Linked DNA regions of Macaca mulatta: region 1 is linked to region 2. The links are chromatin contacts, called in public Hi-C maps. All regions are on one chromosome and are shown on one strand. The core of a region is the stretch at or near the end of the contact, and the rest is flanking DNA. Distances in the headings are between cores, read along the strand shown. Region 1 holds the start of BRWD1 (bromodomain and WD repeat domain containing 1). Region 2 holds the start of HMGN1 (high mobility group nucleosome binding domain 1).

Region 1 (3,472 bases), core at 379-2,878, 61 kb before region 2:
TTTCCTTTGTCCTAATAACGAAATGGCAAAAATACATTCCTGAAAAATGTCTCCAGTAAAAACAAACGAATCCCTGCAACTGCTGTTAACTACAGATAAAAGCAAGTTATATAGAGATATTAACCAGGTTCACAAAAGAAATGAGACTGTAATGCACGATTAACCGAGCTCAAAAAGAAAGTGTCTATTTAAAGCACTTTATTATCTACAGCAAGATCAGTGTGAAACTCATCAATCAACTTTCTACGGCGTTCAACAAATATTGTACAGGAGAAAAGAGCACAAGTATTACAGTAGCATATTCACACAGCTGCAAGATTTTTATGACGCTGCTGCGGACAAAACAAAAAATAAGCTCAACACAAGAACATTTCTCCACCTTCAGAGACCAATGATTCTATTCCTAAAGAACAAGTGGGGGACAGACCCGGGCGGGACAAGACACGAGAGGCCAATCAGAGCGCGAGTTACAAGCGCGGTGGAGAGGGGGGGAGCGGATGAAACCGCCCCGTTGAATGGCTGGCTGCGCACGCCACACCCCGCAGAGGCGGCCGCACCTGGAGCCCCACCCCTGCCGCAGGACCTCCGCGAGTCGCCCCCACCGCTCCGCCCCGCGCCGCCCCCCATGACTGTTTCCTGCCAAAACAAACCTGGCCGCCTCAAAAACAAAACAGAATATTCAGCGGGGAAGGCAGCTGTCCTGGGGCCGCCCTCCAGTGCGGCTCACACTTTGCACCCCACGGGCCGGGGTCCCCACGAGGGGCAGGGGCAGGGGCAGGGGCGGGGGGCGGTGCACGGAGAACCCGGGGAGCAAACGTGCCCAATGCTCACCAACTCCTCGTAGCTCCTGTTGTGCTCGTTGCCCTCCCAGTCCAACCTCTTCGGCAACAACTGGAAAGACACGAAACGCACACGAGTGACCACCGCTCCGGCGCGGGGCGGGCGGGGGGCGCGGGGCGGGCGGGGGGCGCGGGCGAGCATCCCTCAGGGCAAGGTCGGGAGGAGGGACGCGAGGGAGCGCGGGGACGGGCGCGCGGGGACGGGCGGGCACAGACCTGGTACTGCTCCAGCTCCTGCACCAGCACCTGCGGCCGAGAGACGCGCGGTCAGGGGTGGGGCCGGGCCCGGGGCGCGCCCGCTTCACCCCCGCCCTCCACCCGCGACCCCCGGCGGCGGAGGGGACACCGGGGACGCCAAGTCCGCAGCCGCCCGCGGGCCCGCACTCACCTGGGCCGCTCTCCGACACGGGCCCGCCGATAGGTACCGGGCGATGAGGAAGTACAGCTCTGCGGGAAGACAGGGAGTTGGGTCAAGCCCGGGCAGGGAGGGGACGGGGCCCGGGACCGGGACGGGGTCGGGGCCGGGGCAGCCGGGGAAGCCGAAGCAGCTGGGAGCGCCAGGACGGGGGTGGCACGGCCTCGCGTCTTACCCGACTCGATGAGAGGCACCGGGCGTCGGGCGGACGAGGGCTCCGCCATGGCCGGACACGGGGCGGGAGGCGGGAGCGAGCGAGCGAGCGGAGCGTGTAGGCCGCGCCGAGGCCTGACCGGGCTGGCGTCCCCTCTCCTCAGGCGCGCGCCGCCGCCGCCGCCGCCGCCGCTGCCGCCGCCATGCCGTGCGCGCCTCCTGGTCCGACGCCTCCGCGGGGGAGGAAGTAGTGCCTCACAGGAGACGGAAAGTAGTCCCTCCGTGGGGCGCGGGGGCCTCGGCGCCAAGGGAGGACTGGAGCTTGCGTCTCGCCCGGGAAGGCGAGCCTCGCTCCGCTGTCTGTCTCCGGGGACTCGATGAGGAGAAAGTGACGCGGGGGTAAAGACCTGGGCGCCCAGGGTAGCGGCGGCGAGTGGGGGAGGGGAGGGCGCGTGGCCCGGATCCCTGCGCGCGATGAGGCGGCCGCCCAGGCTTTGTGAGGCGGCGACGCGACGCCGGGCGGTCCAGCAGCGTGCGGGTACCGGGGGCGGAAGCGCGGCCGCCGGAGGGGGCGAGTCACCGCCGCCCCCCGCGGGACCTGGGTCCTCTACGCGGGACCGCAAGGGCCCCGAGCCGCGGTTCTGCAGGGTCGCCCGCTCCGGGTCGCTCGGAAGGGTGACTTCACGAACCGGTCGTCTGGGGCCAGCGCGTTTTGCCCCCCACGATAGACTTCCAGGACGCGAAAGCTTTGAAAGTGAGGATTGGCTCGCCGCGCCTCCCGCACGGGGGAACGCCGCCCGGACCCGCGAGCCTAGGGCGGGGGCCTCGGATACCGGCGTTGCCGGAGCGTCTGCGGCGCTGAAGGCCGCCGAGACCCAGCCGCAGCCCCCAGAAGCCGGCAGCCTGGTAGAAAATTACATAAAATGCAGCGCTTCGCCGAGGGGGTGCGAGTCGGGGGAGCAGCGCGCAGCTGCGGCTGACGGCTCGGCCGGATCCGTCCAGGCATGGACAGGAAAACGGGATTGCGGGGAGAAGGCGGTGCAACGGGCCGCAGACCCTCCCTGAGAAGAGAAGCCGGAAACTCGGGAGCCATGTGTAGTTAGAATCCTCTTGGAAGACTAGTAGACGTGAGGTTGGAGAGGTGGACGAGGACCAGAGAATTCCCTTGTCTTGCCAGGCTTCTGACCTAACTGTATGAGTTTCCTCAGCGCATCCAGCCTGCCCTGCTCTGACCCCTGAAGTACAGCGGTGACCCTAAATGGTGTCCCTGCCTTCCTGGAGTGCGCGTTAACGTTCTGATTCTTACTCATGGCAATAACCCACACACCACAGAGAGGTTAAATGTGGTTCAGGTCAGACTCTGGGGCAGGACTCACTGCCTGCACCTTGTCTTGGCTCCACCAGCTTGACCTTGAGCAAGTCACAACCTGTGGGTCTCAGTTTTCCTTACCAGTAAACCGTAGATAATTCCTCACTAGTAAACACAATATTTGTGCCTGCCTCATAAAGTGGTGAGGATTTAATGAATTAATGTGTTCCTGGCATATAGTAAGCACCGTATACAGTTGGCTTTTATTTACACCAAATAGCAAAAGCTTTTTTTTTTTTTTTTTCCTTGAGACAGGGTCTTGCTCTGTCGCCCAGGCTGGAGTGCAGTGGTGTGATCTCACCTCACTGCAGCCTCAGCCTCCCGAGTAGCTGGAATTGCAGACACGTGCCACCACGTCCGGCTAATTTTTATATTTTTAGTAGAGACGGGGGTTTCACTGTGTTGGCCAGGCTGGTCTCGAACTCCTGGCCTCAGGTTATCCACCCGCCTCGGCCTGCCGAAGTGCTGAAGATTACAGGCGTGAGCCAACGCGCCTGGCCAAAAGCTTTTATATGTATTTATAAATAGATACAGATACCTGTAAGGCTGTCCAGGCGTGCTGGCTCACACCTGTAATCCCAGCACTTTGGGAGGCCAAGGCGGGCGGATCATGAGGTCAGGAAATCAAGACCATCCTGGCCAACATGGTGAAACCCCGTCTCTACTAAAAATACAAAATGTTAGCCACCTGCGGGG
Region 2 (3,318 bases), core at 429-2,928:
ACTCTGAAAGTTATCAAACACACGTATATCCAAAGCCAACTTCATTCTACAGACCTGCAATTCGAATCATGCAATCACGAATTTATTAGGGAGCAGCCAAAATCACGGTTTTGTATAACTGTTAATAAAACACTTTTAGAGTAGTAGCGGTTATTTTCTCAGAGATCACAACTTCTGACCTCCCCACTCCCACCCCGTAAAAAGGTTAAGATTTCCCCAAGTTGGCTTGGAAACTGTATAAAAACTTACACGTTCCCTGCCTCAGTCCTAACTTGGCTCTTTTATCCTCAAAAGAGGAAGTACAAGCATGCAATTAAAGGCCAACCACTAGCCACAACGTACGCAACGCAAAGAATAAATTTCCTTTGCAGACTTGCTAATATTTAATATTTTTTGTCGTCCCAAGTCTCCTAACATCTGCAGCAGCATTAGTGTGATATAGTCCTATAAACCAGGACGAATATATCCATTACATTTTACCCCGACCAGAAGAAGTTATTTACCGTAGTTATTAAAATATAAAGAAAGCTCAAATAGCTAATCAAAATGAAAAGTCCCGCATTAAGGAGCAGTGTACCTAAGGCCCCGCTGCACCCCAATGCGCGTTTCGAAGCCTACCTTCGCTGCTGCCTTTTTCGGCTTCGCTTCCACTTTGGCAGGAGGTTTCTGAAAGGCAAAAGTAGCACTGAACGTCCTTACCCGGGACGACCCGCGAAAAACAAACGGTTACGGGGCTGGCTTTACTTACAGCTGACAACCGCGCCGATCTCCTCTTGGGCTTGGAGAAAGAAAAAGGAGAGTCAGCGAGAAAGGCAGGCAGGCCAGCGGCTCACTGGAAACCCACCACCCCCCGCAGAAGGCTCCGAACTCACCTCTTCCTTGGCGGCCCCTTCGGCGGAGCTGACCTGCGGGGACAAGGAGACGGGCGAATGCAGGCGGGCCGCAGTCCCAGGACTCGCGCGCCCGCACGGCCCCGAGAACAATGCCCGGCCGCGTGACGTCACGGCTTCCCGCCGCCCCGTTCGAATCGCCCCCTTGGCTCCCCCGGCCGCCGAACGTTCCAGAGCAGCCGCCCCCGCGGCCGCCGAGCGCCCGCCTGCCCGCCCGCCGGTCTCCAAGCGCCTCCCGGGCCCGTCGCCACCGTGAGTGCAGCGGGGCCTGGGCCTCGCGGGGCCCAGCAGACGGCGGCTCCAGGGGGCGTGTGCGGGCCGCGGCCACCGCTCACCTTCCTCTTGGGCATCCTGGCGGCGGGGAAGGCGCGTGCCGAATGCCTGCGGGCCGCGGCGCGCCGAGAGCCTTCGCGAAACTGGGCTGCCTGGCCGCTGCCACTCCTCCCGCCGCCCGAGCTGCTGAGACCCACAGCGGGGGCGGTGGGAGAACCGGATGGAACCGGATTGGGAGCCCGCCTCCTCCTCCCCCCGCGTCCCCTGCCGCGGGCTCCCCCTCCCCTCCGGCCGGGCCGCCCCCCGCCCCCGCCCCCGCCCATTGGCTGTGGGGCTCAGCCCGCGCCCGGAATAGGTGAGACAGGCCGTCACTCGACCTTGCGCTCCGCCCCCTCCCGGGCGCCCCCCCACCCCTTCCCGCCGTCTCGCGGGGCCCCAGGCCCAGGCGAAGGGGGCGGGGCCCCAGTGGCGCTCCGACCTCACGGTAGTTTGTTTGAAGCCGAGCTGCGAAGTGCGGTCTGCGCGCTGATTGGCGGGAGCATGCCACGTGACCGCAGGTCCCCACCCACAATCCTTCTGGATACCTGGGCGCCTTCAGGCCACTGGCATCTGGCCCCTCCCCTCTGGGGTGAATTGGGTTCGAACATTTATAGTTGGTATCTTAGACTGGGAAGGGAGAAGGACAAGGGATACAGGAACTAGCAAATTCCTCCCGCCTCAGTCGGCAAGAAAGGCTATTCAGGGGCTCCAGCTTCGCAGGCCTGCGTGAAACAGGCCCTGGTGCGCAGGCGTTGGAGGAGGGCGTGGGAAGGAGAGCCGACGAGAGCTCGGCGTGGGCCAGTGCGCAGGCGCGGGACGCTTGCTGCGCTTTCACTCGCCCAGGTCCACACCTGGGGCTCCGATGCGAAGTTACGGCAGGCGGCCTTTCTGTGTAACTTCCTTCCTTCCTTTCTTTTATTTAAGACAGGGTCTCGTTGTGTCATCCAGGCCGGAGTGCAGTGGTGCAATCACGGTTCACTGCAGCCTCGACCTCTTCGGCTCCAGCGATCCTCCCACCCCAGCCTGCCGAGTAACTGGGACCACAGTGCACCACTATGCCCGGCTAACTTTTGTATTTTTTGTAGAGGCGGGGTTTCACTATGTTGCTCAGCCTGGTCTCCAACTCCTGGGCTCAAGCAACCCTCCCGCCTTGGCCTGCCAAAGTGCTGGGAATCCAAGCTGTGGAACTTTCTTCAGATTTCCCTGAGGACTGCAGGTGCACGACGGTCGTTTTTGGGCTCAGAGTAGGGCAGCTCTCAGATTGCAGCTCCTGCGAACCGTTCGCGACCGTCTCCAGCACTCGCGGACCCCCAGAGGAATGTTTTATTTTCTCCATAGCATTGATGGAATATATATCCTTATACATTCCATGTATATCTCAGCAAGAATACGCACGGAAGTGGTACCAGCGGTTGCCTCTGGGGAGAACTGGGGAGATTGAGGGTAAAATTTCCCTTTCTCGTGTGTAGTGTTTTTTTTTCACTTTCCTACCTGCATGGATTACCTTAAAAAAATTCAACATCAGGGAGTACCCAAGTTTGTGGCACAAGCATGCACTGAGCACTTGCCTTGTGGCAGGCACCGTGAAGTCCCTGGGGTAGAGAGAATCCAGGTTTGTATCCCAAGCACTGGGTCTAGTAATTTAGTGGAGAGAGAAAGTACTCAATTGGCCTAGTAAAGAAAGGGGAACATCGGCATAGGTTGGTCAGCATATTTCAAGGCATGCTGACTTACTAGAGTGTGGCAGCCCACCAAGACCTTTAAAGTGTCAGGGATGGAGATATGAAAAATGGACGTAAAGATCAGGGGAAAGAGGTAGAAAAAAAAGAAGAGCAGCCGGTCGTGAAGTTCGATCACTATCCAAAGATCGAGGGATACTGCAAGGTCTTAAGCAAGGGAACACTATGCTTTTGGACTTACCTTATAAAGATCTTTCTCCCGTAAGAACCGAAGATGCGCTAGGTCAGAGGTGACAACTGATGGTCCACAGATGTTTTCTTTGGCCTAGTTTTTTTAAGTTGCCAACACAAACAAATGGAGCAGCCAGAACTCAAATGAAAAACTATTTGGCAGTATCCTTTTTTTTTTTTTTTTTTTTAAAGAAACAAGGTTTCAC

The links. A called contact is a pair of places that touch in the nucleus more often than the background predicts.
Region 1: a contact with region 2 is called in a Hi-C map of cortical neurons, with 4 times the contacts expected there. The contact joins the promoter of BRWD1 here to the promoter of HMGN1 in region 2. A contact is called at or near these places in 3 of 14 Hi-C or Micro-C datasets (cortical neurons, fetal cortex germinal zone and liver).

The regions. Positions count from the first base shown.
Region 1 is chr3:8,148,227-8,151,698 of T2T-MMU8v2.0, reverse strand. It overlaps BRWD1 (bromodomain and WD repeat domain containing 1), which reads right to left and starts at 1,628. Exons shown (of 42, transcript XM_015132876.3): 1 at 1,430-1,628; 2 at 1,228-1,286; 3 at 1,056-1,085; 4 at 832-891. The coding sequence starts at 1,478. LOC106997240 reads left to right here and starts at 1,594. Exons shown (of 1, transcript XM_015132879.3): 1 at 1,594-2,915. The coding sequence starts at 1,882. The coding sequence ends at 2,472.
Region 2 is chr3:8,087,238-8,090,555 of T2T-MMU8v2.0, reverse strand. It overlaps HMGN1 (high mobility group nucleosome binding domain 1), which reads right to left and starts at 1,678. Exons shown (of 5, transcript XM_077995757.1): 1 at 1,226-1,678; 2 at 873-905; 3 at 619-666. The coding sequence starts at 1,486.